2 separate regions of the Pan troglodytes genome follow, and region 1 is linked to region 2. The links are chromatin contacts, called in public HiChIP or PLAC-seq maps. All regions are on one chromosome and are shown on one strand. The core of a region is the stretch at or near the end of the contact, and the rest is flanking DNA. Distances in the headings are between cores, read along the strand shown.

Region 1 (5,350 bases), core at 2,827-5,326, 390 kb after region 2:
ACCTGAAATTCCAAAGTCTCTAATTCTATTAAAGTGCTAAGGTTCTAAGGCCTACTTTTTTTTTTTTTTTTTTTGAGATAGAGTCTCACTGTGTCACCCAGGCTGGAGTGCAGTGGTGCAATCTCACCTCACTGCAACCTTCACCTACCGAGTTCAAGTGATTTTCCTGCCTTGGCCTCCCAAGTAGCTGGGATTACAGGTGTGTGCCACCACACCCGGCTAATTTTTATATTTTTAGTAGAGACAGGGTTTCACCATGTTGGCCAGGCTGGTCTCAAACTCCTGACCTCAAGTGATCTGCCCACCTCAGCCTCCCAAAGTGCTGAGATTACAGGCATGAGCCACTGCACTTAACCTTAAGACCTACTGTTCTAAAGCTCTGACATTCTGTGGTTTTAGATTTTCTGGTTCTAACATTTTTGATAAAGCCTCAAGGTTTTAGGTTCTAAAGTTCTAAGATTCTGATTTTAGGAGCTAAGGCTCTATGATTCTAGATGTTTATTTTTCTAGAGTTCAGAGTCCTTAAAATGTAAGATTATAGATTCTAAAGATTCTATAGTTCTAGACATGGAGGTTCTAAGGCCTAGGATTCTAAAATGTGATGTTCTAAGGCTCTGAGAGTCTAGATTCTCTGGCTGCAAGGCTCTAGATCATAAGGCTTCAAAATGTTATCAAGTTCTAAGATTCTAATGATGATCAATTATAGTTTCTGAGGCTTTATGATAATAGATTCTCTTGTATAAGATCCTAGATCCTAAGGGTCAAAAGCTCTAGAATCTGCAATTCAAAAGTTCCAAGAGTCTAAAGATGGAGTTTCTAAGGTCCGGTGTTCTAAGATGTGATATTCTAAGACTTACTCTAAGATCTTAGATTCTCTGTGTCTAAGATTCTAGATCAGATGCTCCAAGATTCTAGATGATTAAATAAGATTCTAATGGTCTGTTCTGTTTCAAGGCACTCTAGATTCCATTGGTCCAAAATTCCGGATCCTAAGCATCTAAGTTATAAGACTCTCACACTCAGTTGTGACTAACTAGACACCAAAGTTCTAATAATTTCTAATGTTGGACACCTTTAGGTTCTTTGCTGCATTCTGCCTCTCTAGGACCATGGTTAAGAGTCCAAGAATCCACATTTCTAAAATCTTATAGTTCTAGGCACTGTAGTTCTAAGACTCAAATGTTCTAAGTTTCTAAGATTCTAAAGGTCCACAGGTCTAGACTATTAGGTGCAATTTCAAGGTTCTAACCCTATACTGTAGTATTCTTTGGGATGCCCCTCTCCTTCTTAGCCATCATCGCTTCCTCCTCCCCAACTGTGGGGGTGTGCCCCCTTCAAGCCTGTGCAATGCATTAGGGATGCCTCCTTTCCCGCAGGGGATGGACGATCTCCCACCTTTCGGGCCATGTTGCCCCCGTGAGCCAATCCCTCACCTTCTGAGTACAGAGTGTGGACTCTGGTGCCTCCAGAGGGGCTCAGGTCACATAAAACTTTGTATATCAACGAGCTTCTGTCTCCTCTTGTCTCCTTTTAGCTGTGATGTGGCCCCATTCCCTGGCAATTCAGTTCCCCCATCAGAAAAAAGAAGGGCTTGGTGGGGTCTTGGAATTCTGTCCTCACTAGAGAGGGTAGAAATGAACATACAGATAGACAAAAAGACACACAAGCAAAGAGATGCAGGTTCTCAGAAACCCCCAGTGAGGAACTGGCATACAGATCCAGGATCACAGACACACACACACACACCTGTTCCGCCGCAAACTAACAGACACATGAATTAATGGACACACCCAGGAGGACCTGGTCACAAATACAAAGACTGAAACTCAGACGCATAGAGTAACACAGACACACAGAATTAAACAGACACAAGCATATTTACAAACATGCTCAGGCAGATACCCGCCACGAATAGGAAGAGACACAGACCTAGAGTCAAGTGACACAAATACTCAAGAGACATGTAGAGTACAACAGGTACTCACAACCCCGAACGTTCAGACTGACATAGAAACACAGGCACAGAACACCTCCGATCATCACGGACCCACAAAGGGCCTCCAGCGAAGACCAGCCCACCGTGTCTGGCACGCACTCGCGAGCGGGCGTTCGCGGGTGTGGCCGGCAGCAAATGGAGAAACCCTTGTTGGCAGCGCCCGGACGCCCTCCAGTGGCGGCTCCTGAGAACCGGGGACAGTTCAATCCGGGCCACAAACTTTTTTAGAACAAATCATTGTGGGAAGCTGGGAGGAGAGAGAGAGAGAGGAAGTCGGACGTGGGCGAGGGGCGGGGTGTCTGGACTGGAACCTCTGGGCCCACGTGAGTGTCTGTCCCGCTGCTGAGTGGGTGCTGTGTGTCTGGGTTGCTGTAGTGTTCGCTTGTAGTGCAACTATCCTGTGTTATCTTTATTATTCGATGCCGCCTGCCTCTGCGGACCGTAGTGGGCACATCTACACTGCAGCGGGGTGCCTTACCCAAAGCAGATCGGAATTGGGGCCGGGCGCGGTGGCTCACGCCTGTAATCCCAGCACTTTGGGAGGCCGAGGCGGGCGGATCACTTGAGGTCAGGAGTTCGAGACCAGCCTGGCCAACATGGTGAAACCCCGTCTCTACTAAAAATACAAAAATTAGCCGGGCATGGTGGCGGGGACCTGTAATCCCAGCTACTCGGAAGGATGAGGCAGGAGAATCGCTTGAACACGGGAGGTGGAGGTTGCGGTGAGCTGAGATAGAGGCCCTGCACTCCAGCCAGGGCAACAAGAACCAGACTCCGTCTCAAAAAAAAAAAAAAAAAAAAAAGAACAACAAAAAAAAGAACTGGATGCGTCTGATCTGACGCACGCCTGTTTGTTTACGTCTGTGGGGTGTGCCTTTGTCTAAGTAGAGATAGTGTGTGGCTTTTGCGGGGTTAACGTGTGGCTCAGGAGGCAGTGGGCGTCTGCATCATGTATCCCGATTGCGTCTTACTCGAGTTTTGTTTTGAGTTAGAGGCGACAGGTGGTGCAGCGTTAGACACTGGGAAGCTCTGTGGCTTTTGTATTCCTGAGCGCGAAGGTTAATGACGGATCCGTGGGGTTGAGCTTGTCGGTACAGACGCCAGACAGCCCGATTTACGGGAACAGCCGATTAGAGGATTCGGGAGAGCGGTCGGTGAACTTCTGGATGTCTTTCGGGAGGGGAAGGCTCTATGGTCGCGTGCAGAGCGCCCGTTCCACGTCAGGTACCCGACCATAGAGCAAGGCGGTCGCGGACTACCCAAGGGAAGGGGAGGCCGTGTCCTTTACAACTTGCCTCCCGTTGTTAGTCTAGTTTCTATAGCCAAACCTTCGGGACTCTCTAAACTCAAAATTTTGCTTTTCCTAAAGGCAACTGGGTTCCTTCCAGATTACGAACTGTGTATCCACTTAATCTCTATTTCGTATACCTCCTCCTACAGCGAAATTTGTGAGGCAGTCCTCTGAAGCACGGCCAATCTGGTGAACTTTTCCTAAAACGAGCCATCGCTACCAGCTTTAGTGAGCTAAGACAATAACTGCGATTGGTGGGCAGATTGTTTTGAAACCGCCCTAACGGCAAGGGGCGGGCTCCTGGTGAATTCATCTCTTTCCGGTTTCTTAAAGGCAACAGGAAGGAGGGGTTTCTGCCGACCCTCCATTTGATTGGTTCTAGTGGTTTTACCCGCTCGGACTCCTCAAGGGGCGGGAGATATACACCAATCGGAATGTGTGTTACAGAGACACTTAGTTTGATGAAAGACTGCGCAGGAAAGGCCGTGGGACGCTCATTCTGAGATCTTACCGTTGATTGGACCAAATTGTTACTCCCTTATTTTCATTGGGCCTTACGGCAGCCGGCGCGCGAGAGTTACCCAATCAGCAAGCGCTCCGCCTCCTGCCTTTTCCCGCCCTCCGCTCCGGCCTCGGCTTCGACGTAGGCCAACGCTTCCTCCCCGGTAGCTCCTAGGCCTTCTCGTGGCCGTTGTTTTGAAAACGGCGCTCTGATTGGCTAGGTTTCCGGGCCCGCGCCCGTTGCCCCACGCACTGACCAATTGGCACTCATGTTACATCGGACGAGGCACGAGTGAGGGGGGAGGCGGTGGCGGCGGCCATTTTGAGCCGCTGCCGCCATTGGAGTGGGCCCCCCCCCCTTTCCCCCTTCGCCTCCTGACAGGAAAGGTTTAAGGGGGACAGAGCCCTGGGAGGCCGGGCCGGGCTCGGGGGCCACCCCGGGGGCCCGGGCCATGGATGTGCGCCGTCTGAAGGTGAACGAACTTCGCGAGGAGCTGCAGCGCCGCGGCCTGGACACTCGAGGCCTCAAGGCCGAGCTTGCTGAGCGGCTGCAGGCGGCGTTGGAGGCCGAGGAGCCTGACGACGAGCGGGAGCTCGACGCCGACGACGAACCGGGGCGACCCGGGCACATCAACGAGGAGGTCGAGACCGAGGGGGGCTCCGAGCTGGAGGGGACCGCGCAGCCACCGCCGCCCGGGCTGCAGCCGCACGCGGAGCCCGGCGGCTACTCGGGGCCGGACGGACATTGTGAGAGTGCGCGGGGCGGGGGCCGGGGAGCCCGGAGCCTGGGCCGAGGAAAGGGCTGTGGGACGCGGGAGTCCAGCGCCTGAGGTCGGGGAGACGACCTGAGGATCGGGGGATCCCGCTACCCGCCGCCGAAAAGGATCTGGGGACCAGGGCCCCAGCACGACCGGAGGGTGGATCCTGACACTCGGTGCAGGGGGGACACTGGGGGAGGGGCCTCTGGGTTTCGGAGGTGAGGGACGGGGGTGGCGGGGAGGATTCCGTACCGTAGGGATCGGAGACCGGAAACTGCTTTCTGGAGCCGAAGAGAGTCGGAAGAACAAGAGGTTTTCCGTTTGGGTTGGGGAGGGTCTCGAAAATGGGGATCCTAGGGTACGGAGCTCCGTGGGCTTGGCGGTCGTGCTAGCCCAGCGTGTGGGCTGGGGGGTGGGGAGCGGTGTTTCCAGGGTGGGGAAGGAATGTCCAGGTGTGCGGGGCTGCGAGAGTTCTGAGGAAGGAGGATCCTGGAATATGCCGCTGGATGCGATCCTGGGCGTTCTCCTATTTGGGTACGGGGGTGGGTGGGTGAGGTGGAGGCGCTGGTGTCTGTGGCTGGGGAGGGTCCTCATGGACTGAGTGCTTTGGAGTTTGGCTAGTGAGCATTTAGGGGCTGCGGGAGATTGAACTAGGGGGCACCCCCATCTCTCTTCCGGGGCTGGAAGGCCACCCTTGAAGCAGGCAGAGCCTGGACATTAGGTGCTGGGAGATCTGAGGACTTTCTGATTGGCTTCTAGAAGAGGTATAGGGAGCCCTGGTGTCCAGAGGCTGGCGGGGGAGAG
Region 2 (4,966 bases), core at 1,954-4,453:
GGCAGAGTTGCCTTCCTGCTCCAGGGGTAACTGATTTGTGTTTTGGTCTGCACAGCACACACCTGCTGATTCTGGCTGATCTCATGCACCCGGGTCCCGCACAGGATCCCCAGACTCAGTAGGCACCTTTGGGCAGACAGTGGCTGTGCAGGTGGGTGTCGAGGGTGAGGGTGCGCGGCAGCCCCAGGGGCACCACGCTGATGAAGCACTGGATCTCGAGCAGCACTGCGTTGGTGTAGGGCAGGCACACGGGATAGTCCAGGCTTGGGGCGGGCCTCCACCCTACCACAGGGTCCAGCTCCTGCACCTTGGCTCAGGCCGGGGGAGGCTGTGAGCTGCGCACTTCCAGGACCCTCCAGCCATCCCCAAACTGCAGCCTCCCATTCTGGGTCTCTCCGGGTTGCACACCTGCCACCTCTGGGTACTTAAGCAGAATGAGGAGCCCATAGCACAGGGTGGTGCTCGTGGTTTCGGTGACGCCAAAAAAAAAAAAAAAATGCGTCGTCATTACCGACGTCTACTCCTGGAAATGGCTCTCCGGGTCCTGCTGTTACTGTGGGCAGAGGAGATGGTGCTGCCGCGTGCCAGGCACCTGTTGGTGGGTGGCATGGATAGAGTTTAGAGAGCTGGGACCCATGCCTTACCCATCTGGTCACGCAGTCAATGAAATCGCGGGGCTCCGCTGGCTGCCGCATCTGCCAGTGTCGTTGGATTTGCTCAGAGATGACCCGCAGCTCCGAAAAGTTTCGGAAGATTCGGTGGTGCGGGCCCGGGAGCCAGTCCATGAGAGACGGGCAAGTGTACATCTGGAGAGAGAGGGTCTGTCTCAACATGGGCCCTGCACAAGGTCACTAGGCCTTAGTTTGCCTACAGGGAGATTGGACTAGGACTTTGATACTGGATGTTCTAGAACTCTTACAGGAATCTGTCCCATTCTAATGATCCATTGTAGGTAGGTCTGTGTACTCGGGATTTGGCATAAGGCTGGACGCACCAAGGAAAGATTGTGGCCGGCCCTCTCACCTCGCCCCATCTGGAACTAATGATGCGGAAATTGTCACTGAAGAGGTTCAGGAGCCTCAGGAACTCCGGGTCCCCGTAGCCATAGCGGTTCCCGAAGACAAGAACAGATAACATTGGATACAGCATTATCCAGTAGCCGCACGGGGTCAAACGGGGCTCCTGGGGGTAGGAACAGGACGGTGGTCATAACGCGTGGTCCTGCCCCCGGCCAGCCCCATGGGCTTACTGGCTTTCTTCCACCCAAATACCTTCCCGTGGCCCCGTCTTGGCAGTGCAAGGGACTCTCCCACACCAGGCCCTTCCGCTCTCCCGGCCAGGCCGAAGCAATGGTGGCTTGAAATTCGTTTAGCAGACAAGCCGCCTCCTCCAGGACGCGCGCCTCGAGGGTCCGCGTACCCAACCCGAACTTCTTAAGCGCTCCAAGTGCAAAATTGCGCAGTGTCCACCAGCACGGCCGGTTAGAAAACAAGATTCGTGTGGTGGGGACGGGAAAGGAGGCGGGCCCGGGAGCCGGCCACGCCCTATCCAGGAAGCGCCGGGTCACTGGCTTCATCCCTTTAGGGGCTTCCGAGCCCTGCGGCCGGCTTCGTTCGCTTTGCTTCTTTACCACACCTCCAAGTGCCCTATCCACACATTGGCCCCGCCTTTGCTGGGTTCGATCCCTGACCTAGGCTGGCTCTGGGACTTTGAATCTTAGGCTCTTCTCTCCTCTAGGCTGCAGGATGAACCTCCATTCTAACCTTACGCTTTAGCGCCGCCCCGCCCTCTCTCGGCCGTTTGCACCTCATTAGCTGGAGTCTCTATTAGGCCCCGCCCCCACTTGCCCGCCTCTACCATTTACCCGCCCAGCCTGGAGCGTCCGGGCCGGCAAGTCCAGCGCCGGGGCCTCACTGTTTCCGCGTGTGAAGCGTTCGAAGACTGCCATGGACCCGCGGCCGGAGACCGCATCCGCCTGTAGCACTAACGCGTCCCGCAGCGCTGCGTAGCCGCACAGCACCACCGCAGGGCGCGGGCCCAGCCGCACTGTGAACACCCGGCCCCAGCGGCCGGAGAGCTACGGGTAGGCGGTGCTCAGCGGGTGCCCATAGGGTTCCTCATCGGAGCCATTGCCCCCAGCTCCCTCTTCCTTCAGACCCAGGAGTCCTCGTCTCAGACCCTCATTCCTCATGCCCAGGAATTCAGATCCCCAGCTCCTTCCTCCCTGAGATCCAGGAGTCCAGGCCCCCACTTCCTTCTTCCCTTGGGACCTAGAAGTCCAGCTTCCCAGCCTCCTGCACCCTCAGAGTCGTCTCCTGGGCCCTCAGTACTCAGCCTGCCCACCCTGAACCAGAACAGACCCCCTGCTCCCCTCTTCCCACAACCTGATTTCCTGCTCTGGGCTCCTTCGTTACGACCCAGTGTCCCTGCCCCAAGCTCTCCACTCCCTATTACTCCTTTCCTAGTACTCAGCAGGCCGGAGCACTCATCCTTCCTGTCCTTCCTCAAGATCATAGAGTACAAACCCTCAGCTGTCTTCATTCAGGAGGAGTTCTAGTCCCCAGCCCCACCTTCACGAATCCAGAATTCCGTCCCCCAATTCCTGTCGGGAATGGAGTGCGCGGTCCAGGCCTCCGGACTGCAGCTGCAAGTTCTCCAGCAATGGGAGCAGCCTGGGCCGGGGAGGTAGGGACCCCCGCATCTGAGCGCGGCACCCACCCTACCCCCACCACGCCGGCGCCAGCACCAGAAGCCACAACAGCAGCGCAGCGATACCCGCGATCATCATGCCTGCAATTCTCCACGCCTGCACCCCTTCACCTCTATTTGATTTCCAAGGGGTCTTAGGGGTGGAGCGGGGCGGAGACGCGATGTGGGAGGAGTGGGCGTCTCCGGGCTGCTCATTCCGTGGATTCCCCAACCCGACGTCTCCACCCCGCCCCCAGCCCTAGTGGAGCTGTGCCCTGGCTCCCCCTGGCTTTTTTTGTGTGTCTGCCTCAGCCTTTCTTACTTAGCAACTTTGCTGCACCAGCATTTTCATGGCAACACACCTGGACAACAGGTGCACCCTCCTGAGCCCCTAGCACCTTTGAGTCCAATTTACTTGGCCTGTAGGTGTGTATTCCTCAATCTCCGGGCCACCTCTGGGTCCCCTGAAGGCTGTACCCTGTACCTCTGATTCCTAAATACACACCGACTCTCAAATACACCACTTCTGGTTTTTTTTTTTTCCTTCTTCTTAGAGTTTCGCTCTTGTTGCCCAGGCTGGAGTGCAGCCGTGGGATCTCGGCTCACTGCAACCTCCACCTCCCAGGTTCAAGATTCTCCTGTTTCAGCCTCCCGAGTAGCTGGGATTACAGGCATGCACCACTAGGCCTGGCTAATTTTTGTATTTTTAGTAGAGACGGAGTTTCACCGTGTTGGCCAGGCAGATCTCAAGCTCCTGACCTCAGGTGATCCGCCTGCCTCGGCCTCCCGAGGTGTTGAGACTACAGGCCACTGCGCCTGGCTCAAATACACTTCTAAAGACACCCCTGGCACTCCTGTGCTCTGTGCCTGTGATTCCTAGGAGCTCACACCTGAGCCCTTGTCACTTCCCTTACTCTTAGGACCCTGTGTACTATGCTTGTTCCCCAGATCTGCCTTCAATTTCCCTGGCTTCTGGGTGTCCATCAGTCTGGCACTTCTGTGCCTCTCCTAAGTTCTTCAGGGTGCCTTTCTGCATGTTGATCCCCTTGTACTTCCATATTATGTCCTGCCCTGAATCTACCATCTCTATCCCCAAGGCACTGGCTCCCAGGTGCCCCCAAATGTTCTGTGCCCATGCTGCTGAACCCCCTGGTATCCAGTCCCCCAAGTCCCTGTCTGAGGCCAGGCCATGACGACAGACAAACTTATCCCTCATTCTCTCACCTATCCCCCCCACCCCCCATCCTAGGGCATGGGCTAGAGGGGGCAGACTCTGGCCTGGATGGGCCAGGGCTGTGGTGGTGGGAGCAGTGAGGTTGGGGCTGTATTTGGAACAGACTGTTCAGGAATGTGGTCCACCCTCCTGCCTGTCCCCACTTGGCCAAATCCAGCCTTCCTCCAAGTGCCTGGCACAGGGCCCAGACCTGGGGAGATGGTGGGCGGGGGGTGGGGGGGCACTGTGCAGAGCCTAGGACTGGCGTTGTCTCTGGGAGGGTCTCTGTGTATCTTTGTTTCATCTCTCAGTCTTGCTTGCTCCCTCCCTCCCTCTGTCTCTCCCTCCCTCCCTCCCTCCCTCCCTCCCTTCCTTCCTTCCTTCCTTCCTTTTTTCTTTTTTTTTTTGAGACAGAGTCTGGCTTCTGTCCCCCAGGCTGGAGTGCAGTGGTACGATCATGGCTCACTGCAGCCTCAACCTCCTGGGATCAAACAAGCCTCCCACCTCGGCCTCCCAAGTAGCTGGGACCATAGGTACACACTACCACGTCCGGCCAATTTTTGTATTTTTTAAGGAGACAGGATGTCACTGTGTTGCCCAGGCTGGTCTCCAACTCCTGGGCTCAAGCAATCTTTCTGCGTTGGTCTCCCAAAGTGCTGGGAGTATAGTTGTGAACCAGTGTGCCCAGCCTCCCTCACTCTCAGTCTCTGTGTTTCTGTGTTCATCTCTCTCTCTCCTCTTTCCGTCTCTTCCCATCTCTCTCTCTTTTCTCTCAGTCTCTGCCTCTGTTTGTGTCTGTTTTCTGTCTCTCTTTTCAGTATGTCTGTGTCTTCCCCTCCCTGTATCTCCCCCAGTCTGTGCTTCCCTTTGTCTCAGCCTGGCACTTCTGTGCCTCTCCTTATTTCTTCAGCGTGCCTTTCTGCATGTTTACCCCCTTGTACCTCCATATTCTGTCCTCCCCTATTCTGGGTCTTCCTACCTGTCAGCCTTTCTGGAACCTGGTGACTGACAGGGGTTGTGGGGCAGGACCCCTGCTCAGAGCTGCTGGCTCCACTGACAGCGGGA

The links. HiChIP or PLAC-seq counts read pairs in DNA pulled down with a chosen protein or histone mark.
Region 1: an H3K4me3 HiChIP or PLAC-seq map of stem cell-derived excitatory neurons shows a contact between it and region 2, with 9 times the contacts expected there. The contact joins the promoter of HNRNPUL1 here to the promoter of LOC738644 in region 2. A contact is called at or near these places in 1 of 7 Hi-C or Micro-C datasets (stem cell-derived neural progenitor cells) and 1 of 1 datasets of contacts at active chromatin or transcription factors (stem cell-derived excitatory neurons).

Annotation. Positions count from the first base shown.
Region 1 is chr20:44,284,208-44,289,557 of NHGRI_mPanTro3-v2.0_pri, forward strand. It overlaps HNRNPUL1 (heterogeneous nuclear ribonucleoprotein U like 1), which reads left to right and starts at 4,077. Exons shown (of 15, transcript NM_001246526.1): 1 at 4,077-4,535. The coding sequence starts at 4,241. AXL (AXL receptor tyrosine kinase) reads left to right here. Exons shown (of 20, transcript XM_016936043.3): 20 at 1-1,506.
Region 2 is chr20:43,893,115-43,898,080 of NHGRI_mPanTro3-v2.0_pri, forward strand. It overlaps LOC738644, which reads right to left and starts at 3,204. Exons shown (of 5, transcript XM_054672924.2): 1 at 1,865-3,204; 2 at 1,024-1,182; 3 at 645-806. The coding sequence starts at 1,948.